4 separate regions of the Mus musculus genome follow, and regions 2, 3 and 4 are each linked to region 1. The links are chromatin contacts, called in public Hi-C and promoter capture Hi-C maps. All regions are on one chromosome and are shown on one strand. Each heading gives the region's core, a stretch centred on a gene start, on an enhancer-like site or on the middle of the called end of the contact. The rest is flanking DNA. Distances are from core to core; before and after follow the strand shown. Region 1 holds the start of Sntg2 (syntrophin, gamma 2). Region 2 holds the start of Lamb1 (laminin B1). Region 3 holds the start of Fam110c (family with sequence similarity 110, member C). Region 4 overlaps Sh3yl1 (Sh3 domain YSC-like 1).

Region 1 (6,005 bases), core at 1,659-4,158:
TCTCTTTATACTGTAAGTACAGTGCAAGCCCTGGGTACTAGCACAGCACAGCACAAGGGAGAAGGAAGGAAGGAAATCATTTAATAACAAGGGGTCTGGATTCAACAGTGCCCCCCTCATCCTGTGCCTCAATGCCACCTTCTCTGGCTTCTCAAAAGTGTGTTGTACGAGCCATCCTGGAATATATGTCTAGATTACAACCAAAAACTATACAGATAAGTAGATATGAGAAGTTGTTACATATATTTCAGAAAAAAGGGACAAATTTAATTTCTGATATTTTTAACAAGTAAATTCAGGTTTCTAAATTAGATCCTGTTTACATGTTCACCATGAGGCATGTTGTCTCCTGGTAAAAATCAAGTAACTCCTTGTTTTAAAATACATGGGATTGGCCTATGATGTCACAGGCACCAAAAGAAATTCTATTGGTGAGATCAAAAGTGTCTGAAAGAAATAAGGACGCACGTAACAGGAGCAGGAAACAAGGGGGAGTATTGGGATCCTACAGTGTCTGCTTAACTTATCTCTGCAGTAACAGCGGCTCTGGAAAAAAAAAATGGCTAAGAGATTCCCTTACGAAGCGTGCCTTCAAAACGACTAGAAATCTCTGCACCTTCCCATGGGCAGGGTAGATCATCCTATGAATTTACAGCTTACCAGTTCACACTGCTGTGCATTGAAGGGTGACCACTTAAAAATAAAAAAAAAATTACACAGTAAACACAAGTCCTGCTAAGAACTGCAGACTCTCAGTCTATGGAATGGTTGGTTCTCAGAACAGAACTTTAGGAAATGGCCTAACTCAGAAAATGTGTGTGAGACACCAAATCTGGCCCAATTGCTAGTATTCAAACAAGCAGCCATTATAGTGAATAATTATACTTTTGACGCCAGAGAGAAAAAAAGTCAGACTACATTAGATCCAGTATAATTATTTTTCTAAGTAAATGCTCTAAATTCTGTGAACTGAAACGATGGCATAGCTAGGCATTGCAAAGCTCAGTAATGTTATGCACAGTAATTGTTAAGAAACTGCAGAATTCTTCAAAGGTGTCTATGCTCCTGGGATTTGTTAGACACCATTCATCAGAGGTTCAAGTACTGCAGCATGAACTGCAGGTAACACAATCCTCGGATTCTGAGAATGTGCAAGTGTCAATCTTGGCAGATTTACTTTAAATACAACCCCGAACCTCAACACAATGGAGTTTAGCACTACATTACTGCAAACAGTTCCCTTCAAGTCCAGTTCTGATGGGCCATCTCACATCATCAAGGTTCCCGTGACACATAAGATGCTGAACGGGTCTTGGGACTGTCTTGCGACTTAGTGATTGACGTGGAGCTCAACAAGCTTATTTGAAGACTTCTGTGTCATGCATGCACTTAAAACTGAAGTCTGCCAAAACTCACGGAGAGGTTCAAAGTAAAACAAATCACTTCAAGTCTTCCTCTAATGGTAACCGTTACTAACAAGACTTGTTGCAAGAACATTCCCAAAATGCACTGTGGGAGGACATTCTATTCAAGTCCTGAGAGATATACACCAGAGAGCCAGTGGCACTTGCTTTCTTCTATTTCCAGGTAATCTAAGTGGATTTCCTAAGGTATGAGTCCCATCTGCTGTACTTGGGTAACTACTCACATTACAAAGTATTAAAAAATAATTAAAACAAACAAAAAACCCAAATCCCACCACATTCCACCCAAAATGTGGACGATGTTGAGGGACTCTGTAGGATGGTTCAGTTTGCAAAGCAGATACACTGGTCTTGACACATTAAACATACCACTGTGCACTAGCTATTTCTGAAGCCTTGTGACTGGACAGTTAGCAGCCACTCCAGCCTACAGTCTTAGAAACCTTTGTTACCCTAAAAGGACCTTATTCTCCTGTAGTGCTGAAGGCTTGGGCTCTTGAGCAAAGTTAAAAAGGAGGCGTGACTGCACCCCAGGACACACGCACACAGCTTCCTAAGGCCATGATAAACAGCTGCTGGCTTGCACCCTCTCCAGAACACTTGGCTGAGCTGTGTGGGTGGCAACTTGAAGGTTTCCAAGAACTTTCCGTTTTTGTTTAAATCAACATTTCAGGGTTTTGTCAATCAATAGTTTCGTTTCTTTTAAAAATAGGGGGGTGGGTGGGTAGGACCTAGAATAGACTTTTAAAAACATGTTGCAAAGTTGGCCCATCAGCATTCTCTTGGTTTCTGGGCGATACTGAGCTGGTGGCCCAAGCGATAGACAGAGGCAGTTGGCACCACACCTCATCAAGGGGACAACAAGAAGCCCTGCATAGTGCCTGAGTGGCTGCCAGAGCCCTGCCTACGACCAGAGAGACCACTCCTTGGAAGAAATACTGGACAGAGCCCAAACCCCATGGTCTGGAAGCCTTAGTTACCACGCTGTAAAGGAAAGCACCTGTGCCCCATGACCCAGATGTTAAAGATAAGAAAATAAAAACCTGCACGCTGTAACTGTGAGGCAAGGAAGACAAGATTGCGGTGCCCAGGGGCTAGTGTTATCCACTATGCCCAGGGCCCAGAGCCAACCCCCGCCCACAAGAGCCACCCGGAAAGGGGGATACAAGGACTCAAGAAAGGAGGAGGCGCTGGGAGAGGAGGGTAGGCAGGGAGACTGAAGGGACTCAGAGGTTGAGGAAGAGGGCCTCCAGGGGACCCCACTCACCCGCGCGGGCACCAGTAGGTGACTAGGACGCCCGCGGGGGGCGGCCAGGGACTGCGATCCCTCGGCGCTCATCGCCGCCCACGCGGCTAGGCGTGCGCTTCGGGCTCCGGAGCTCCTAAGTCCAGCGCCAGCACGGCGCCCGCGCCCCTCTGTGGACGGGCTGGGGCGGACAGAGCCAGCAGCCACTGCGCTAGCAAGCAGGGCAGGCACGGAACCCCGCCCACCTCCCAGCAGCCCGGCCCCTACTACTCTGCTCACCGCCCACCAAGCCCCGCCCATTACCATCAAGCCACGCCTCATGCCCGGTAACCCCGCCCATCAGCTCTGCCCTTCCACCTCCTGTCAGTGAGGGGTGAACTGGTTTGTGAGCTGGTTGCCACCTCCTTGCTGAGACCATCACTTCCCCCACCTCGGTCAGCAAAGTAGAAAGCTGAAACAAGCTCAGATGCGCGCATCCCTTAGGGTTGGAAGGCTAACCGGGCACCTGGGTCATGGGGGACCAGGAAGCTATTACCAGTGGATTCTGGTGATACCTTCACTGTAGCCACTTCTGCTGGCAAAGCTTCTTAGATTCTGAGTGTAGTGGTACTTTGTCCTGACAACAGCCTTGGGTCCTTTTGGTGTCTCCGGACTTCCACACAGTAGCCTAGACTGGCTACCCTAAGGACCCACTTTCTGGGAAAAATGAGAGCATATGAACATACTAAGTCCTTCAGCCTCAGTGGTCTCCATTCCTGTATGTCTGTCTTTTCCTCTCTTGGCATCTGCTTAGGCTCCAGTTCCCATCTGAGGGCAGCTTGGGATCTGTACCCCTAATTTCACTCTGCCTCCCACAAAGGGCTCCAGCTTAGTCACCAGTCCCAGTTAAGAACGTCTCTTATTTGACCAAATTTGTAACAAAAGAAATGTCATAAAAGTGATATTGGGTTTTATAGATTCATATCATACTAGTATAAATGTAAATAAAAATTAGTCTGGGCTAAAAGTCTATGCCTGTCTGCACCCTCACCCAAGGGTTGCCAATACTTAACTAAAAAGCAAACATATTTTCCTCCCTCTTCAGGTCTTATACCTCAGCCCCATCACTCACAGGCATGTATGTGCCAGTGGACAGCACCCCGCGATGCTTATCTTTACTGCTGCACTATTAGGAAAGACTGGCAGTCTAATGTGGGGTTTTCATGGCCCACAATGGACAAACAAACCATGCACAGCTAAAACCTGAGCAGCCCTGGGCTTGTGACCCAGCAGTACAGGAGCAAAGCTTTCCACATTCCCAAGTCTTATTTAGCACCTGCCTACAATTCTGCGGCTTTGGTTCATGGACAAAGAGGGTTATGACCATCTTTTTATGCTTTCCCAGTATAAAAAGCGAGCCTTAGATGACTGGATAAAAAAATGTTTAGCAATTTTTGTTTGTAGAAAAACCTAGCATAAGAATGAGGTCATGCAACTCATTTGAGGTTGCGTCTTGCAAAGTAGATGGGTTCAATCTCTGAGAAATCAGAGCTCTAAAGATAGACTTCTTACAAAGGGAAGACTCATCCCATAGTCTGAAGGAGAGACAAGCATGTAGTTATTCATCATGTTAGAGTTGGTAGACTGCATATTAGTTCAAATTTTGCAAGTAGAAAACGACTTGGGCATCCTTTGCTGAAACCTAAGCTAATCATTAATTTGGTGAATTCTGTGTCTTTCTTGGTGCTCATTGGAGCCCTGTCTGTACTCATTCTGTTTCTTGATTCAGGATAGGTGACGTGCACCGGGGCTGCCTTGGGAAACTATACAGTTCAGGCTTGAATTGTAATTTCTCAGATTTTGTGCATCAAGAGCTAGGGTTGCTCGTAAGAGTTCTGCTACTTCATTTCCAAAACAGTGGGGATCCAGTTCACAAAAGTTAACAGTAAAACACTGACCATCCAAAAAAAAAAAATCTGAGCAGGCCTATGTGGTGTGAATTTCCTACAGTTTGACTCAGAAGTTTCCATGGTGCAAGTAGAGTTGTTTCCGGAATGTTCCCCAAAGTGAGTCACTGTCTCCTTAACTATTACCTCCAGTTAGCAGAAACACTGTAAATGTCTCACACAGCCATGGTGACAGGAAAGCCACGGCACTGAGAACCGGGTGAAGCTGGTGCATTGCACCTACAGTCGGGAAGAAGGAAGAGATGAATACTCGGTGCTCAAGTAAATTGCTCCCTTTTATTCAGTCCACGACTCCACGGCGTGCACTGATGCAAGCCGCATTCAGAGCGGGTCTTCCCACCTCACTTAAATCAATATGGAAACTCCCTCACTAACATGCTCAGATGTCAGAATGCAGTCCAGGAATGGAGTCTCCTGTGAGGAGAAGTCTGGGTGCTTGTGGGAGCACCACAAAGAAAATAAGACAAGAGACTGGCAACCTCAGTTTCTTCAAAACAAGGAATTGTTCCTGGGATGTGTTTCTGTGCTTCTGGGTGTAGTAGATAGCAGTGAGTCTCTGCAGATGACTTATTACGTCTTGCTGCTCTAACTCAATTAAATATTGATGCCTCTATGGGAAAACATGGGTTTTTTGCCACATGACCTTTGTCCCTGTGACTGGATACAGCTTGAATTCATGAGAATGTTACCCACATGACTTTTCTTTCCTCTCAGAGTGTAAATTGTCTGGGGCTCTGTATAAAGTTGGCTATTGAGACCTTAGTCCACCTCATTTATTGGCTTTATTCTCCCAGATCTCACAGCCTCTGGAGCAGTGACACCCACAGTTTGTCTTCCAGAGGTGGTTCTGCTTTCTTCCAAGCAGATAGTCAGTATTAACCACACGATATGCTCACCCCATTTCTCTGAAGCAAGGAGAGGAGGCTGTCAGTGGTCTTGGTCCTATTGTCTGCATCAGAGGGACACAGCAAATGTCTAAAAGACTAACCATGAGGCCTGCCTACTAATAGCTAAAAGTACCTTCTGTAATGCCACCCCAGGGACCCTGTCTTTGACACATGGGCCTAAGGGGGATACTCAAAACCAAACTGTAGTCCCATCCCTCCGTTGGAAGCTTATGCTTCCATATCAGATTTTTTTTTTGCTAATATAGCAAAGACTGATTCAAATTATACAGATGTTTCTAATAATGTCCATTCTCTTTTGCTTTCTTTGGCTCCAGATCTAGCTCTGGGTCATGTGTTACTATGCCAGGAATTGCTTCAGTCTTGATATTTTGGGTTTGATTGAACTCTTTCCCTCATTTGGTTTATTAATATATACTTTTAGGGCTATCACAATACATTAGACTAGAAAGCATGATGCTACATCTGCCTCAACTCTCATTGT
Region 2 (6,005 bases), core at 1,242-3,741, 890 kb after region 1:
ATGACCTTGGGGAACACTGGTGTTTACCGGATCAGAGATGGCAAAGAGAAATAGAAAAGGTCAAATCCTGGGAGAAGCATCCGAATTGTGTCCTGGGCGCCCGGACGGAGGAGTCTCAAAGAGGGAGGGTGTGGTCATTTGAAGCATATGTCCCTACAGGGACAAAGAGGACCATGGCGTGGGTGTGTGAGTGTGTGTGTGTGTGTGTGTGTGTGTACACTGCACTGCACTGCACTGCATTCAGCTGAACAAGCTAAGAGCCATGGTAGAGATGGAAGCAGGCAGGATTGTGGTGGGGCAGAGGTGGAGCTGTGAGGAAGCAGAAACCCTAAGGACAAGAGCCTGGGCTACAGAGAGGAAGGAATGGAAGACAGGGGCTGCACGGTGCTCCAGGGCTCCTTTCACGGCTAGTTAAGATGAAAGAGATCCAGCAGCTTTTTATATGAGCATGTTGCTCTTAGCAGAGAAGAGGAGGCAAGTCTGAGGTGGGCTCAGTGAGCTCCAGATTCAACGAGACACTGTCTCAATAAATAAGGAGGATAACGGAGAAAGATACCAGATGTCAACCGATGGCCCCCACGCACATGCGTCACACGCAAGCGCAAAAACCCTTATTTAGTTTTTGTTTTTAGTAGTGTTGGTTCCTGTGAGCGAGGTGGTCAGGAAAGCAGCCAGTCTCTTGAGAGTGTTGAAGGTGGCTGACCCTTTATAAAGAGAGAGTTCACTGACCAGGGGCAGGGGGCCAGCAGGACTTGTCTGCTACTGTAGCAAAAGCCAGTCTCAGAAAAGAGGAGTTGTGGGCTGGAGAGATGGCATTGTGGTTAAGAGCACTGACTGCCCTTCCAGAGGTCATGAGTTCAATTCCCAACAACCACATGGTGGCTCACAACCATCTGTAATGGGATCCAATGCCCTCTTCTGGTGTGCCTGAAGATAGCAACAATGCACTCATATACATAAAATAAATAAATCTTTAAAAAAAAAAAACCACCAAAGTGTTAAAGAAAGGAAGGAAGGAAGGAAGGAAGAAAAGAGGAGTTGAATGTCACCTGCAACTTGGGTAGATGTAAACCAATATAAAACTTTAGTTCATGGCCCTAAAGGTTGAGCAAGGAGCATAGGTTGGCATTATATTATTAGACACCCATTGCAGAATGAAACCCTTTCGACTGTAGGGTACTCTCAATCCCTGCAGGCTGTGCAGCCAGCCGTTGGGAATCCCAAGCATCTGCGGGGCCAAATACTGGAGAAACTGCATCGGGGCAAGGGCTGATTTGGAGAATAATTAACACAGGTTTCTAAACTCCAAGAACAGCGAACTCTATGGTCTAATGATTATAAACTTCCCTAGGCCCAATTTCGTTTCAGCTGAGTTAAAAACTGACCAATCAGCCGCTTAATCCCTTCTCCTTGTGATGGCTGGAAAGCAATCACACCTGACTAGTCTAACAGCTGACTTAAGCTCCCTCATTCCAGGGTCAGACTAAGGAACACTTAAGGCAGACAAGTTGGGCTCTTACAAAGGTTTGGGGTCTGTGGTCCCCAAGCTCTTTTTCCTTTCTAAGGTTTCCCCAGTGACAGAGACCTTCTGTTTACCCCCACTTAACCTTGAAGCGCTATGAGAGGCTTCCTTAGAGCACCCCCCCATTTCCCCTCCCTGCGTGCTTAAGGTGGTTGCAGGATTCTGTTTGTAGTGTGGAGAAGGGTGTCTCATCAAAAATCTCCAACTTCCTGGCTGTGTCAACCCTTCCACCGTGAAGTGGGAAAAGGAATTCAAGAAATTACCCGGGATCAGGTAACACAGGTTATTTTGTGTATATTTTAACAGAAGAGAATTCAGAGCTATAACCCCCTGGGTACCAGAGATTATAGGTACGTCCCGAATAAATTCGTGCGCAAAGAATGTGCAGCCACTGGTGTCCTTCCTATGAAATAGGAAGACACCACACATGTAGCACCCACCCACGCAAAGCTCTAGCTCTTTGATCCTGAGTCGTGGTGTAAGGATGCTTATAGGAGCTCAAGTTCCTAAGAGCCAGACAGGTTGACCCTTTTTCTAAGGGCTTAACCTAGCTCACCTCCCTCTAGCGCTAGTTGCCAGAGTTCCTAGCCTTGGGCACATTTCGTGACTCACTTCTTATAAACGTAAATGTATAAGTCCGCGGTAGGTCCTACCGGCCCCCTTTGCCGGCCGATCTACACACCTACCTCCGGGACCAGCCCCGACGCATCCCTCCCCAGCTTGCTCCACTTGGGAAGCGCGCCCAGAAACGGACCCGCCAGCCCACGCTGGGAACTCAAGTACCAATGCCCTACAGCTTCAGCAGACGCTGCCTTAAAACAAAAGAGGCGCCTGGGGAGGTGGGACCTGGACCTCAACCCCCACCCCTAGCCAACTTGCTGTCCTCCGCCCCCTCCGCCCCCGCTCTCCATGTGCGCATGAGCAGAGACGCCTCCCTCGGTTCCTCCCTAGGCGAAACTTTCTAATTCCCTTCTTTGGGCCGGTGGGCTGCCAGGAGCGGGTTGAGCGCTCGCCCAGCCGGGTGAGGAGAACAAAGTAGTTAAGCGACTTGACCCCCTTCCTGGGCCCAGCCCCCGCTTCCGTGGGAGCGGCAGGAAATGGAAGGGCCCCTCTCCTCTCTCCCAACATTTGCCTTTTCTCCCCGCTACCTCTCCAGAAAGGAAGACCCGAAGAAAAGACAGGCAGCTTGCCTGCTGCGTCCTCCTTCCCGTGCCGCGTCCCCTCGTCTGCGAGGACTGGACATGGGGCTGCTCCAGGTGTTCGCCTTTGGTGTCCTAGGTAACTCAGTAAGGGTTGGGGGGAGGGGTGTGCTCCGGCATTAGGGAAGAAAACCCCCAAACCGGTTTGCCCCCGCTTTGAAGGCAGTTTTGGGGGATCGGGGGAGAGAGAGTGGTTGGAAATGACGCCGTGAGATCGCCACCGCTCTCGCTTCGGTGGTGGCCAGGGACCGCGCACGCGGAGCTCCGCGGACCCGCATCCACTGGGTTCTGCGCACAGAGCTCGCGCTCCTGCAGGTTTCCGAGGTGATCGCTCCAGGGCTTTGCACCTTTTACCAGTTAAACGCTGTTTCCCCACTGCGGAAGGCAGGCTCCCTGCTGTGGCTGGGCAGACTGCGGAGGGTCCTGGAAAAACCAATTACGCACAAAAGTGTCGGGGCCCAGAGCAGGCTTCGACTTGGGAACAGATTGGAGCCATGTGGCTTTAATTAACCATCCTTGTTTGTCTCGGGGTGGCACCATGAACAGTTGGGCCGGGTGCTTTGCTGGAATGGCGAAGCGTTGAAGCCACTACAGAGACACACCAGTCGTCTCTAGCTCAGGGCTTCTGTGGCAAACGCGGTGCCTCACCCGGCGCAATCGCCGGTGACCCTGGCGCGTGCACGCGGACATATTTTTGTGCCCCCCCCCCGCCCCCAGACTAACCACACTCACACCGAGGATGCGCGCACTGCCATGTGCACGCGGGTTTTCATTAGCGGGTGTGCAGCGCTTGGCAGGGTCAACCTCACTGCGCCCTGGTCCAGGCACTTCGAAGTGACCGGATCACTCTGTCCACCTTTCATAGAGGGGTAGATCAGAGTAGACAAAAAAGTCAGTTGTATTTTCTGGGTGCTGCGCTCAGCTGACTGCTAGTCAAACCTAATGACGATTCTGAGTCTTTTTTTTTTCTTTCATCCTTCTGTCTTTTCCTTGTCCCAGCTTTCCAGGCCTTTTCTGCGCCTATCTCTCCACCGTGTTTTTTCTATGTAGTCTCCTTTCTTTTTAATCCTCTCTGTCTGCCCCTCCTGCTGTTTTCTTTTGCCCTGGCTTGTCGGTTGCTTTTTTTTTTTTTCTTTCTTCCTAACCTTGTTGCTTTTCTTTTCTGTAGCCCTATGGGGCACCCGAGTGTGCGCTCAGGAACCGGAGTTCAGCTATGGCTGCGCAGAAGGCAGCTGCTACCCTGCCACTGGCGACCTTCTCATCGGCCGAGCGCAAAAGCTCTCCGTGACTTCGACATGTGGACTGCACAAACCAGAGCCCTACTGTATTGTTAGCCACCTGCAGGTAAGACACGAGTCTAGAGAATGCATTGTGGGCTGCATCCTCCTCCTGGCCGATCAAAGGGGCTTGCCCAGGAGACTCCACATCCTGCTGTCAATCCAGATAGGAAGTACAACCAGCAGAGGAGCCCCGGGATGAAGCCAGTAGCTCAGTCCCAATCTCCATTTGCACAGTCGCACCCGCCAAACATTTCCTGCCACCTAACACCACCATCAGTAGGAGAAGCCCGGGGCTGCAGATGAGCTTAGCCTCTGTCCTGTGCCCTGTACGGTCCCCTGTATTTTATTCTGTTGTTATTTATACTGTTTGATCAAACCCTTTTGAAATTGTGTATTGTAGATGGTTCAGTTCTCTTCTTGCATTGTTGGTGTTGGGTTTCCATCTTTGGCTTGAGTATAAGGACGCCCCAAGCGCTGAAGTCTTTTCGAGGTGATTCAGTCAGGATCAGACATACTTCCTTACTGAAAAATGCCCTGGTTGTCATGGCATCATCATAGTGGAAGACGGAAATGAAATTAATGAGGGGCATATGCTTCTAAAAGTGGTCTCAGGTTTTAGATTTCATTGGCCATGTTTAGATAAGAGCTAATGTGAGTTTTATCTCCACCACCGTCCTCCCACCACCCCTACCTCACTCTCCGGGGAAAAATAAAAAGAGGCTGGAAATGGAATGGGGCCTCTGACAGTAACAGGTGTTAGTCTGTGGGTGACCTGGGCTTTGCACATGTAATATAATGGCGTCACAACATGGCCAAGTGGATTCCACTCCTTTGCTTCCAGGTTTATCCAGAGCTGTCTAGACTGCTTCCTCCTGATTAGAGGGAGGCTATAATTAAACTTTTTTTTTTTTTGTAGTTCTGGTAATTGTTCTTCAGAACAAGTTTCCTTGACTACAAGTTAATGAAGGCAATTCATGTTACCTTTTCTAATGTTAGCATTTTCATTTCTCCTAAAATGTCTTGCTAACATTTACTTCAGAGGTCAGAGTGCTCTCTGTCCGTGAGTCACCAGATCCTGAAATCAGCTTCGTCCACAGTGAAAACTTCACTTAAAAGCAAGGAGCGCCAGACTCCCCTGTTTGTATGATTAGCTGTGACACTGTAGAATGCTTGTCTGAGATCTCAGGATCTCCCCTCTCTGTGAAACACTGAGGAGTAGAGAATGAAAACATGGTACTGTAGTTCCTGATCCCTTTGTACCCCAGCCCTGACTGCCCCAGGGGTCCTGCCCCATCCCCCATCTTTTGGTGAGAAGTTAATTAAATAGATGCAAATGTTAAAGTACAGTCTATATTGGCATTGTATTATCTCTGACTAAATTCTGATTATAAGATGTGCATTGGTCTGTAGCTATTTCATGCTTAACATCATTTTTAGATGTAAAAATAATCAGTATTCTAGAAAATGTAGGCACAGAGCCAAGCTCCAAATGAGAACAGAAGTCCTAAGTGTTGTTTTTGGTTCACTGTGACATGCTGTGAAGAGGAGAGATCTTACCCTAGAGTGGCTGTGGCTCCCATTTAGAAAAAAAGAAAACAAGAAATGAATTTACTTCTATGGAAACCAAAGTCTGTCCTCATTCTAGCCTGTGCTCATGTGGGATCCTCAGAAGTGCCCTCCGTTCATGGTGATCCCAGCACAGGACTTCCTGCCCCAGATACTCTGAGCAGTTTGCAGGTCAGCCTGCTCCCCATCCACCATCCTTGGATAAAGCAGAAGCTAAGAACCTGGTCCTTCAGGATGCGTTTGTTCATCTATGGTTCCTGCCTCACGTAGGCTTTAGAAAATCAGGCAGACAGTTTTGGGTTTTGTTCTTGTTTTTGTTTTCCTTTCCTTTCCTTTTGCACTATGTCAGCAAAAACTCTCCGTTACCTCTTTTGCATGTGACTTCTGAGGAAGCTGCACACAGAGATCAAGATGTAAGCGGAGACATTTAATTTTGAT
Region 3 (6,005 bases), core at 1,432-3,931, 700 kb after region 1:
TATGCTGAACAGTGCTTCTAAATTTGTGCTATTTAAAATTCTTTGCTTATTCCATGGCTATTTCCCAATCTAAGAGCTGGGGGAAGCTAACTGTAAATGGTTGCAAAATGTTCCATTAATGATGCATGTATGGTGCCAGCCTCCCGACACTGCACGCATGTCCAGTCCAGCTTTTTGTCTACAGCGACTATTCAACTGCTCTCAACGCCTCCCTAGGATAAGACGGTTATAAGGGCATTAACTCATTCCTTTGCAACTAGGGCTTTTGAGGTGAATACTAGGGAAGGAAATGAGTTCAAAGTTGATACTCCTAGTTGAGCAATAAGAATAGTTTACTGAGACAATTCTGTCAGTTTAATTTCAGCTCCAATATTCCAGTAAATTACATTGAAATATGGAAAATGATGAGTAAATATGATTAATTTTGTTCTAATAACAATGTGTTGAAATAATTCTAGAGAGAGTAACTGAATGTGTTCAAGTTTATACATGGATTCAGTAAACATACTGGAAAGGAAAATAGTTGACTAACTCATAACCACTATTATAAAAATAATAATTACTAACACCTATTGAAAACTTGCTCTGTGCCCAATGTAAATCTTTTTTTTTAACTTGGCCCAGGAAATGGCACTATTAGTAGGTGTGTCTTGTTGGAGGAAGTATATCACTTTGAGCATGAGCCTTGAGACCCTTCTCCTAACTCTCTGGAAGCCAGTCTTCTCCTATTCGCCTTCAGAACAAGATGTAGAACTCTCAGCTCCTCTAGACCATGCCTGTCTGGGTGCTGCCATGCTTCCTGCCAAGATAATGGACTGAACCTCAGAACCTGTAAGCCAGGACCTATTAAATGTTGTCCTTTGTAAGAGTAGGTTTGAACATGGTGTCTCTTCTCAGTAATGGAAACCCTAACTAAGACACCATCTCACTAACTGGAAAGCCAGCAGATGAACACAGTGAGCAGTACTTTACACGATCAATAGTTTGTGTTTCAGCTTCTTCAGGAAGCTGAGCACAGACCTAGCCTCTACCCCTCTATCTGCTATATCATAGTTCTCAGACCTTCTGAATCAGAATGGACACTGGAAACATGGAAACAGGATTAACAGATGACAAAACAAAGACCCAAGAAGAAAGGTTGGCTACCTTTCCAAAAATAAGTGATTAGTGATGGTGATGCCAAGTTCAGACATAAGAAGGGCATAGGTGCTTACAGTCCCTTCATAGCTGCCTTTGCCAGGAGTCACAACAAGGATTCCCTCAAGTGGGAGGGCTGCTTCCTCTGACATAGATGCCAGACGTGGTGTGTAGGCCTTCTTGACTCCATGGGAGAAAGTAACCCATTCTAGGTACTCATTCTCTGGGTCTTCTGTCTTATATTCTCTTTATTTCTCTCTGACCCTCATAAGTTATTGAGTACCGACCCAATTTCCAACAAGGAAAAAAAAAAGGTATCTCATTTCCTCATTTCCAACCAGACTATGTGGACAGTCTGACTTTCTGACTTTCGGCTGACTTGGGTCCCCACGTGGTTCTCCCGTGGCTCACTAAACACACTTGCTATGCGCCTCTCTTTTTAGGAAGGCTTCTCTACCCCTCCTGTGGTACAATGGCACTCAAAGCTCTTTTCCAGAAAGAATTGGACTAAACCCTGCAACTGTATGTCCAGAGCATTTAACTGCAGCTTGGACTGGTCAGCACGACCCAAGACCCAAGACCGCCCCCACAAAGGAGATAACGTGAGCATTTCACTTGTCTGGCAGATACTTTCAGTCTTCTGTCCAACTCTATGATCGATGGAATTTTGGAAATATCTTCTTAAGCTTTCTACAATCTTGGGCTGATTTCCCTTGTTGGCAAGCCCTAGGTTTTCTAATCACCAGGGTTGATTCTTACAGGTGTTAGGGTTTTTCTTAATAATAATAACAACAACAATATGGTAATGAGACTTGTGGCACCAGCCAATGACTTGTGGATTTAAGTCGGGTCTCAGGTGGTTCTTGGGTTCTGTCAGCCCACACTAATCTTGACATGGTAAATGTTTTCTTTCGTACCCTATTTCCTCCAAATCGTACAAAAAAAACTACAGAAATAAAACGGAAAATTTCCAAATGTAATGAGGTCACTTTAAGAATTAAAAGGACATATTGTTTGTGTGTATGTGTAAAGGTGGATGCGGGGGGGCTGGGCGGAGCGCTTCTTTCTGACCCTTATCTCTGGACTCTTGAGCCCCCAGTAAAGAAAGACCTCAAAGACTCTGAAAGCTAGAAGGAAGCCTGAGATGCCTGGCGCTGAGCAAGCAGGCTTGGTCCCTCGCAGCCTCACCTTGTGAAACTTCCCCACCTTCCAGAAGAGGGAGTGTGGGGTCGGGGGACGGTAAGACAGAGGAGAAGATTTGCGAGTATTGGCTGGAGACAAGGGATGTTTGGATGTAGTAAGTAGGAAACAAGAGATAGGGCACCTGACAGGAGGCTGGGGGTGGGGTTGTGGGTTCGTGCCCGGGAAACCAAAAGGTAAGGGGCGGGGACAGCAGGTGTAGGAGGTTCAAGTCCTGGGTGGGAGGAGCCAGCTGGCGCCGGAATGATTCACCTTTCCCAGCCACTCTGGCTCGCCCCAACTCCGGATCTGGGCGGAGGGGCCGTAGGGCGTGTTTCCCCACCCCTTGCGGACTTCGGAACGGACTCGGGCAGGGTGGCGCCGGAACTTAAGTAGTCTCTACTGGACACCAGCCTGGTGGGTTCGAGTCCTGCAAGAATGCGCGCCCTGCCGACCCTGGACTCGCTTGCTAGAATGCGGCCACCTCTCGGGGACCCCAGGGCAGCGGAGGACACTCTCACCCCGCGGCCAGCGAACAAGAGCGCTGTGGAGAGACTGGCAGCGGACCGCGCCAAGTATGTTCGCAGCACGCTGGGATCTAGCCGGGGTCCTGTATCTGAACACAGGGTCCCTGAGGCCCCAGGGGTGCAGCACCGCAACCCGATCCCTTCGGCTCTTGCCCCAGCTCCTGTAGCACGCAGGGCTATCGCTCGAAAGCCTCTGAGACCTGATTCGTTGGTCATCTATCGGCAGAAATGTGAATTCGTACGAGGGTCAGATGCAGACTGTTCCAGAGTGGGACTGATGAAGAAGTTTTTCCAGGGGTCTGGCAAGGACAAAATGGCAGTGGCCCCTGAGACGACCAGGGTGGCGGATGAGGATAAGACGACGAAGGAAACAGAGGCCACTTGGACTAAGTCGAGCCAGGCAGCAGCCGCCAGACCAGCCTCTATGTTACCACCTCCAACCCCTGTTGTAGCCGTGAAGTCCCCAGCTGAGAAGACCAGGGTGGCGAATGAAGATAAGACGACGAAGGAAACAGAGGCCACTTGGACTAAGTCGAGCCAGGCAGCAGCCGCCAGACCAGCCTCTATGTTACCACCTCCAACCCCTGTTGTAGCCGTGAAGTCCCCAGCTGAGAAGACCAGGGTGGCGAATGAAGATAAGACGACGAAGGAAACAGAGGCCACTTGGACTAAGTCGAGCCAGGCAGCAGCCACCAGACCAGCCTCTATGTTACCACCTCCAACCCCTGTAGTAGCTGTGAAGTCCCCAGCCTTGCCTTTTGAAGTGGCTCCCAGGGTTCCTGTCGGATGCTCCGGTGTGCAGCTGCGGGTGTCGCGTAGCAAAGGATTGCAGCGCTCTCAGTCAGATCTCAGCTCCCGCTACTCGATAGCCAAGGCTGAGTCCGACACCTTCTTCAAGTATTGTGGCCTGGACCCTGACGTAGTGGAGGCTCTCGGGAGGGAGAACTTTTCTGCTGGATCCGACTGTGTTACACTCAAAGTGCGTAGCGTGAGCATGGCTGCTTCTGATAGTAGCTTTTCCAGGCACAGCGAGGACGGGTTGCAAGAAGAGGAACTCCTGGAGCAGGTGCCTAGCACCACCTCGGTAGTAGAAAGGAACGCCCGTATCATAAAGTGGCTGTTTACCTGCAAGAAGGCCAAAGAAACCCCCAGCCAGAAATTACAGGGACCTGCCTGATTGACATCTGATCCAGGTGAGTGCCAGGAAGCTGGAAGGTGGGGTTTGTGTTTATGCGTGCTGCTGGCTAAGCTGGGTGCTGGCCAATCGCAGCTCATGGTTAATGTATAGCTCCTACGGAATGAAGGCACCCATGTGCCCTCCTAGTGTTGAATCTGAGTGCCCGGAAAGGTCATTAAGTTAACTCTCTCCCTGCCGCCTTATTGTAGTTAAAATGGAAGAAACCTGAAGTACAAAAATACTTCCTGGCTGCAGTTTTACACTGCGGCCATTTCCCGTTTTGAAAGTAGGTAGCTTCTGAGCTTTAGGCCGCTACGCACCTGGACTGTCTCCTGCTGGGTCTTCCTGATGTCCTCAGGACATCCTTGGCCCCTGGTACGCCCTGATGTCTCACTTTCAGCAGTAAGAAACACTCCAGGCGCTCTCCTTCCTCAGGCTTTGAAGTGTTGAGACCTTAATATTTCTTTAGTATGAAAATAGCTGCATTTGAATTGTTTTGACTGAAGGCTCTGATCTAGACTGCATTCCAGTGTAAACTGCTGTGACTGTGTTTGTTTGTTTGTTTGTTTGTTTGTTTTTCCACTGGCGATAGTACACAGTATAAGCACCTGGTCCAGGATTTAACCATAGACTCCTCTATCCTCAGCCTGTAATAAAGAGGGAAGGCTGCCCACCCTCCCTCCTTCTAATTTGTTATGAATGTTCCTTTGGAGTAAAAAAGAGGAGACACTTTTATATGAGTATCCTTAAGAACAAAGCATTTAAACATTTCAATGGCTTTTTTTCCCCATTCTGCCTTTGAGAGCAAGTTACTATGAAAAAGTTTTTAAAAATCATTACGTTTTCTGGCATTGAGATAAATACTAACAGAAGAGACCTCACTAGAATGTGAATCTCAGGGGACAGCCCCCCAAGATGCATAGACTCAGCAACCTGTGTTTAAGAACAACAGAAATCCTTAAAGTACTGTTTAGTGGCCCTTTATACAGATGTAAAAATAGTAAGGAGGGGTGAGTTAACTTTTCTTAAATTCAGGTTCTTTCTTATAATGTATTGAAGATTTGCATGTTACGTTAGTACACATCCCCAGGGAATGTGTACAGATGATAATAATAAAGAGGACAACAAAAACCAAAAACCTATATCAATTTGTATTTGCACAAAATTGTCCTTGAATCTGAGATATGTGCATGATGGCAAGGGTGTGTCATGGTGTCACTGTGGGCATTGTGGCATAGAGAGAGGGAACCAGCAAAGGGCTTGATGTGTTAAAATAGCGGCTCGCGTCTGAACACAGCACACAGGGCCCAAACAGTTCCATATGTAAGAGGTTTATTGGGAGAGGTGGGGTAGGGGAGGGGCAGCAGAAAGAGAAGGGGAAAAAGGGGGGGAGGGGCATTCCCCTTATATGTATAGATAATGAAGTAACATAGGTAAAGGTGGGAGGAAAGCCAAGTGGATTCTGGGAACATGGTAGCTGTTGTCTTGGTAACAGGTCTGTAGGTCCCACCTATGTGATGTCACAGGTTTTGGAGGTCCTGATGCACACATATTAGGGCTGACTTGCTTTGTCTATATTTTTTAAAAAGGGCAAAGCCACAGCAAGAGAGTGCTCATCTTCTGTATTTTACTTTCCGTGTCATCAAATATCTGTATACTTTTAGTCTGCGAGCGAAACACAAGAGAAGAATTACCTGTTTGGAATATAAATAATGGTGAGGTAACACAATGACATAGAAATAAGCTGAAATAAAACCCAGGAGATAGTTGCCCAGATCTTCTCAAGGCTTCTGGCAGTCGCCACAGGAAGTTTACCTCATAACTTTACTCTGCTTCACCCACGAAGCAGTCTGTGCTATGTAAGCACTGCAGAGGTGTCTGGAACACTGGGACCATGAAGTGACAATCCCGGGCAAGATCTGAGCTCTCTGCGCTTCCTCCAGACTCTGTGTTCTCCAGAAAGAGCAAGTCCTAGTGGGCAGCAC
Region 4 (6,005 bases), core at 1,070-3,569, 550 kb after region 1:
GTCTCGAAAAGCCAAAAGAAAGAAAGAAAGAGAGAGAGAGAGAGAGAGAGAGAGAGAGAGAGAGAAAGAAAGAAAGAAAGAAAGAAAGAAAGAAAGAAAGAAAGAAAGAAAGAAAGAAAGAAGAAAGAAAGGGAAAGGAAAGGAAAGGAAAGGAAAGGAAAGGAAAGGAAAGGAAAGAAAAGAGAAAAGAAAGCCTGCCCACGCATGGTCTGTGTTACAAATGAGGAGACGGTTGCGGATTATTTAGGAATCACTAGTGTTTTATTGGCATGTGAAGAATGCTCACTTTCAAAAACATGCTGTTATGGGTAATGTCTTCAAATTGAGGCATTAGTAACATTAGAAGCATTGATACCAGAATGGCATGTATAGGACATGGTACCAACATGTGGCACTAAAATAAATAAATAATAAAGTAATAAATATGCTTGATTGTATATGTTATAATTTTCAATCTATTACAACATATGTGCAGCAACTTAAAACACAAAGTAAGGTGTTTGACTAGAGAGCTGACTCAGCAGCTAAGAACACTGACTGCTTTTACAGAGGACCTAGGTTCGTGCTCAGGAGCCACATGGCCCCTTACCCCCATCTAACTCCAGTGTTAGGGGTGCCAGCACTCTTCTGACCTCTTCAGATATGTGATCCACATGCATAACATGCATGCACTCACACATATACATAAAATAAAAATAAAAGCAAACCTTCAAAGGAGAGGTGTCCTCAATTTCTGGTGCACAGGAAGGTACCCTTGTCCTCTACCTCCCACACAGGAAGGTTCCGAAAGTTATGTGTGTCCTGTCCTTGCTATGCTCTGGGGACATGATTTACAATGGTTTACAGGACTCTTTTATCATTGTAGAATTAGAAATTTCACACTGTGTAGAGGAATTTATAAACCTTTTGTGTATATGTGTGGGGTTTTTTGGTTGGTTGGTTTGGTTTGGTTTGGTTTGGTTTGGTTTGGTTTGGTTTGGTTTGGATACAGGGCTCCACTAACCCAGGTTAGCTTGGAATTCACTATGTATACCAGGCTAGCCTGGAACTCTCAAATATCCTCTTGCTTCTACCTTCTAAGTACTAGAATTAAAGGTGTGTACTACCACGCCTGGGCTTAAACTGCCTTCCAGTGATGTCTTTGAAAGGCTGAAACATAAGTGTGAAAAATAAGCTATTATGTAAGCAAATTCACATTGTGGTGAGGTTGTTCCTTTAGTGGGCACATTCACTTAAAATCTCATTTTATGTCATGAACTCTGAAATATGAATACGTTAGTTTTATACATAAATGAGAATTTCAGTATAAAATGGTAGTTCAAACAGATTATGAGTTTTAAAATAACCTTTGAAATAGCAAATCACTGAATTTTCATAGTAATAAGTAAAGAATTCAGCTATGTATCTTTGAAATCAAAGCTCTGTCACAAGCTGTCTTTTAGTCATTGCTATTTTGTTTGTTTGCAGCCCACGTGATTGCAAAAGCTAAAGGTCTTGCAGTTTTGTCTGTGATTAAAGCCGGGTTTCTGGTCACAGCCAGGGGAGGCAGTGGGATTGTCCTGGCGCGTCTTCCGGATGGAAGTAAGTTGATACTTGAAGAGACCTAACATCTTCTGTGTTCTGCATCTGTCTGGTCTCATAGGGAGTATGACCAGTGTGAATGCCACCTGTGCTTCTTCTAAAGCATGCAGTATGTGTCAGGAAGAGCAGGGAAGCTGGCCTTAGATTATTGCTAGGTCATTACTCAAGGCGTATCTGACTGTTCCATTACATTTTGTAGGCCTTCCATTAGAACGCTTTCTTGAATACTACACACATTTATTAAATAGGAGTTCTTACTTCTCAGTTCCATGGAAAAGCACATTTCCTCTGTGCATGAATGCCATCTTGGTTTCTCTGTAAGACATAGGAAGGCCTCCTGCCTCCTGCCAGCAGTCATGTTGAAAGCATTGTTACATTTTTTTTGGACTAAAAACTGTAATTTGATCTTTATGAGACAAATTCAAAATGCATTTGCTATCTTTGCTATGAACCTTGAGAGCCTTATACTAGTATTTAAAAACATAGTCACATGTCAGAACCAACTAAAGTGCCTTTTCAGTTTGACCTGTGTTGTTGTTCATGTAAGGAGACACCTTGCACTGTCAATAACTAATTTATCATTTATACCTTCAGGTCATAAGTACGGGTGTTGATAAACACGTCCTTTATCCCTTTATTTGGATTCGTCGTTTCCTGCAGGTGTCCCCAGAGCCAGCAGGGTTATCTTCCCACAGTTAGGGTCTGCTTTTCATAGTTCAGGGTTGCCTTTGGTACTGGAGTACAGCATAACTCCAGTGCTGTACCCAGTCACTTTCCTTCTATAGGCCCTTTAATAAAAACTCTCACCATGTAATCCTTTCAGTTCAGCTCAATCAATTCAGTTAAAATCCTAAATCTTTAAAGTTAGAAAATACGAAGCTCTTTCTATGAACTGTTACCCAGATGCTCAAGGGCAGAGGTCTCAGCAGTGACAGCAAACGCAGTGGCGGGCTGGACCCTCCCGGAGGTTCTACAGATCCATGCTATCCACAACAGACACTTGCTGCTTAAACCTAAGGGGCTGTCTCTACCAACCTTTCTATTCCTGCTCTCCACCACACTGCATCTCCCTATTGTTTTCAAAGGCTGAGTTTCCTTCCCCCATCTTCCAGAAAAAAACAGCTACCCACCTGCTGAAACTAACAGAAAGGCTGCCCAAAAAAGGGCAAGGCGAGTTTCTGATCCCAGAGAACAGGCCAGTAAGGTAGGCATTGCCAGGCACAGGACTGAAAAGCAGCTTCAGGATTACTAGGCACTAATTCTGTAATCCAATCTCTTCCAAGACCAGCAGGTTAGTTCCAGAAGTATCCTTCAATAATACTTCTCTAGGGTGAGTCCCCAGCAAAGGGAGGTCAGCATAGAAGCATCGTTTAGAGATAAACACTCTCAACACCAAGCTAAAAGGAGTTTTTCTTCATTTGTTTCTATCCAGAAAAAATAAGTGCATATCAGTTTTTAAACTCCAAATAGAAATATTGTGCTTAGATTACAAATATAAAGGAAACTTCTTTTGCACAAGAGGTGCCAAAACAATATATGACAGCAACAGTTTAGAGTTATATTACCAGTCCCTGCCCCCAGGAGTCATTGAAACACTCTTGAATCTTGATCTCTTATGTCTGACACCATTGTGACCTTACGTGGGCAGTTAAGCTTTAAAAAATATTGATAGTTAAAATTCTTACTGTTGTATTATGTTAAGTGGATAATTCGATCATAGTTTAGGCATATGTGAGCCATTAGGGAAAGCGTGCGTTACATGAGTTTGTAAGTGTGACATTCTTGGTGAATACTTAGTATCTTTTTAAAAACATTTAATTTTGACATGATTTTAAAGTATAAGATTCAAGAGTCTTTTAAAAAATAAGTATTCCTTTACTTAATATTTATATGACACATTTTATATATTCAAATGTTCTTGTTTTTTGTCAGAATGGTCTGCACCTTCAGCCATTGGGATAGCTGGGCTTGGTGGAGGATTTGAAATAGGAATAGAGGTAAGTGGGCTGTCTACACCGTTGTCACAATCCCTAAAGGTAGCCCAGGCTCAGCATGGTGGGGTGGAGGCTCCAGAATGACCTTATTTTGCTTCTTACAGAAGAAATCAGATTGTTTCCCTCCCCTCCCCTCCCCTCTCCCCTCCCCTCTCCTCCCCTCTCCCCTCCCCTCTCCTCCCCTCTCCCCTCCCCTCTCCTCCCCTCTCCCCCATTCCCTTCCCCTCTTCCCTCCCCTCCTCTCCTCTCCTCTTACCTCCTTCCTTCCCTTAATGTAAATTTATCTGTCTTTTGCCTTCTGTATTAACTGTTGTATACATCCAAGACAACATAAACACAGAATGTTTGAGTTCTGCTTCTCACCAGCAGTGTAGACAGTAGAATCCACTGTGGAACCTTAGAAGTACTGCTCCCAGCAGCCATGGCCTCTGGTGCCTTCTCCTGGCCATTCCTTTCCTCAGATAAGCTCCCCGGACTTCCAGTTCTGATGTCCCCAGCCCTCTTCGTTTGATCCCACTCCTTATTTCCAGTCTCCATCTCTTATTCCACAATTCCCAATCGTCTTTTTACACCCTGCCATTTCTATAGTCCCTATGCCGTCTGATTGCCCCAACTCCACGTGAGCCTGCTTTGAGCATCAGATAAGATGTCATTTGTTTTGAACGTGTTGAGAGACTAAGTAGTAATAGGTAACTTAAATTTCAAAAAAACTAAAGACCTTCAAAGATCACTCTTTAGAAATTGAGAATTTTTTCCAGTTTAATTGCCTTAAAAAAGGAAATATAATGAAACATGAGGACATTAAACAAACATCTCATTAAAGTTATACTTTATTGTTTTCAAAGCAACATGGGTTACTGGGTGAACTACTCTATGGGGGAGGGTGGCAGTGGCTCAAATTCTAGCCAGAGCACCCACCTGCTGTGTGATGTTGAAAGGAACTCTCTTCGTCTACAACATAGAGATGGAGATGGCCTTCATTTAGCTTATACTAATAATCAAATAGACTGACATGCATAAAAAGCTCTTAGAATAATATGTTATAATTTTTTTAATTTTACCATTTACAAAGTTTGGATCACGAAGCTTATATTGATGGTAGTATAAAATTAGTTCTGGAATTTATTTCATTAACATCCAAAAAAGATAATTATTAGTTTTTTAAATGTAGTTTTGAATTATTACCTAGAGTTACTTATTGCATCTTAAATACTGTCTTTAGTATTTTTATTGCTTCTTTTAAAGTGCTTTTGAAACAGATGCCCTAAAATATAGGTACTAAATAATTGACGGTTCCCCAGGAATTCCATGTAGAGTAAGGGAAAGCCTGTTCCTATTGCTGTCGGTGGGAAATCCCTGGGATTAGCTTTCTCAGGAGAAGGAGAATTGCAGTCCAGCGTCAAGGTCATGCATGACCAGGTGAACTGGGCTGCAGATACCGTACTGTTCACTGCAGATACCATACTGTTCACTGCAGATACTGTACTGTTCACTGCAGATACTGTTCACTGCAGATACTGTACTATTCCCTGCAGATACTGTACCATTCACTGTAGATACCGTACTGTTCGGCCAACAGGCTTAAGGACAGCGTTACTCTGTTTACACAGTCCTCACATGTGAGTTTGGGAGATGCTGAGTATACAGTAATTGTTATTTTCTTCTCCACTGCTTCTCCAGAATCCCTATACAATATATTTAGATCTGCTGTATGGGGCTTTGAACTTTTATGGATCTGTCCCCATCTTTATTAATGTCATTTATTCTATTTTCAGAGATAGAACCTCAAATTTGTATCTTCTGTAACTTTTTTGGTTGTCTCCCTGACCCTGAGAAAGTGCACTTACACCTCAGTAAGAGCTCTAGAGAAACCAATGACCTTGAATGGGTGAACATTATTTGTAAAAAAGACCATATAAGAAATAAGGTGAAACTAATCAGCAAGCTAAACATCTGCCGTTGTAGATTTAGATGACAAGTCATATTTTTCCTCTGAGTCATAAAAACATCCAGCCATCTTAACCTTTACGTATAAATACCCTTGATTAGACAATTAAAAAATTAAATACTAGGAGCCGCAACAATAACACACAAATTTACCATTTGCTGTAAGAAATTTTTTTCCTAGAGAGAAGGGGAGTTAAGTGGTAGATTCTCGCTGTAGTCTTCACCTACTGCCTAGAACAGTTTCCCTGTAGCTGCACAGGTGCACACTGCCCCCAATGCTGCCACTTAGTCTTAGTTTTCCTAACCTGTACTTCCTAGTTCCCTGGAAAACCCTGAGGCCTTATGGAATTAGGGCCTGATTGTGTACAACTACTGAGAGGAGGGACTGGATACCAATGTGCAGGTTCAAGGACCTTACCTATCTTCTCCTTTCCAGGGGGAATATGAATATTGTAAGCCTAGCTGTGATTATTTCAAGCAGGT

What was found. Promoter capture Hi-C pulls out the DNA fragments that hold promoters and counts their contacts. A called contact is a pair of places that touch in the nucleus more often than the background predicts.
Region 2: a contact with region 1 is called in a promoter capture Hi-C map of hippocampal neurons, with 4 times the contacts expected there. The contact joins the promoter of Lamb1 here to the promoter of Sntg2 in region 1.
Region 3: a promoter capture Hi-C map of hippocampal neurons shows a contact between it and region 1, with 3 times the contacts expected there. The contact joins the promoter of Fam110c here to the promoter of Sntg2 in region 1. A contact is called at or near these places in 2 of 39 promoter capture datasets (hippocampal neurons and liver).
Region 4: a Hi-C map of rod photoreceptor shows a contact between it and region 1, with 10 times the contacts expected there. The contact joins the enhancer-like site here to the promoter of Sntg2 in region 1. A contact is called at or near these places in 1 of 39 promoter capture datasets (hippocampal neurons), 3 of 484 Hi-C or Micro-C datasets (LSK cells and rod photoreceptor), 1 of 115 datasets of contacts at active chromatin or transcription factors (astrocytes) and 1 of 9 other capture datasets (adipose tissue).

Annotation. Positions count from the first base shown.
Region 1 is chr12:30,370,467-30,376,471 of GRCm38.p6, forward strand. It overlaps Sntg2 (syntrophin, gamma 2), which reads right to left and starts at 2,909. Exons shown (of 17, transcript NM_172951.3): 1 at 2,692-2,909. The coding sequence starts at 2,763.
Region 2 is chr12:31,262,802-31,268,806 of GRCm38.p6, forward strand. It overlaps Lamb1 (laminin B1), which reads left to right and starts at 2,492. Exons shown (of 33, transcript NM_008482.3): 1 at 2,492-2,800; 2 at 3,890-4,065. The coding sequence starts at 2,764. Gm32899 (a long non-coding RNA gene) reads right to left here and starts at 2,291. Exons shown (of 2, transcript XR_381427.4): 1 at 2,209-2,291.
Region 3 is chr12:31,071,287-31,077,291 of GRCm38.p6, forward strand. Fam110c (family with sequence similarity 110, member C) reads left to right here and starts at 2,682. Exons shown (of 2, transcript NM_027828.2): 1 at 2,682-4,036. The coding sequence starts at 2,755. The coding sequence ends at 4,020. It overlaps Gm32443 (a long non-coding RNA gene), which reads right to left. Exons shown (of 9, transcript XR_381422.3): 8 at 5,836-6,005; 9 at 5,342-5,685.
Region 4 is chr12:30,923,297-30,929,301 of GRCm38.p6, forward strand. It overlaps Sh3yl1 (Sh3 domain YSC-like 1), which reads left to right. Exons shown (of 10, transcript NM_013709.5): 3 at 1,468-1,581; 4 at 3,514-3,578. Among named protein-coding and RNA genes, the nearest start is that of Sh3yl1, 15 kb to the left of the region's middle. Within about 2 kb of position 2,320, at least 2 of the 459 cell types and tissues checked have an H3K27ac peak or open chromatin away from gene starts, as enhancers often do. A contact at or near this core is called in rod photoreceptor, where this site is marked.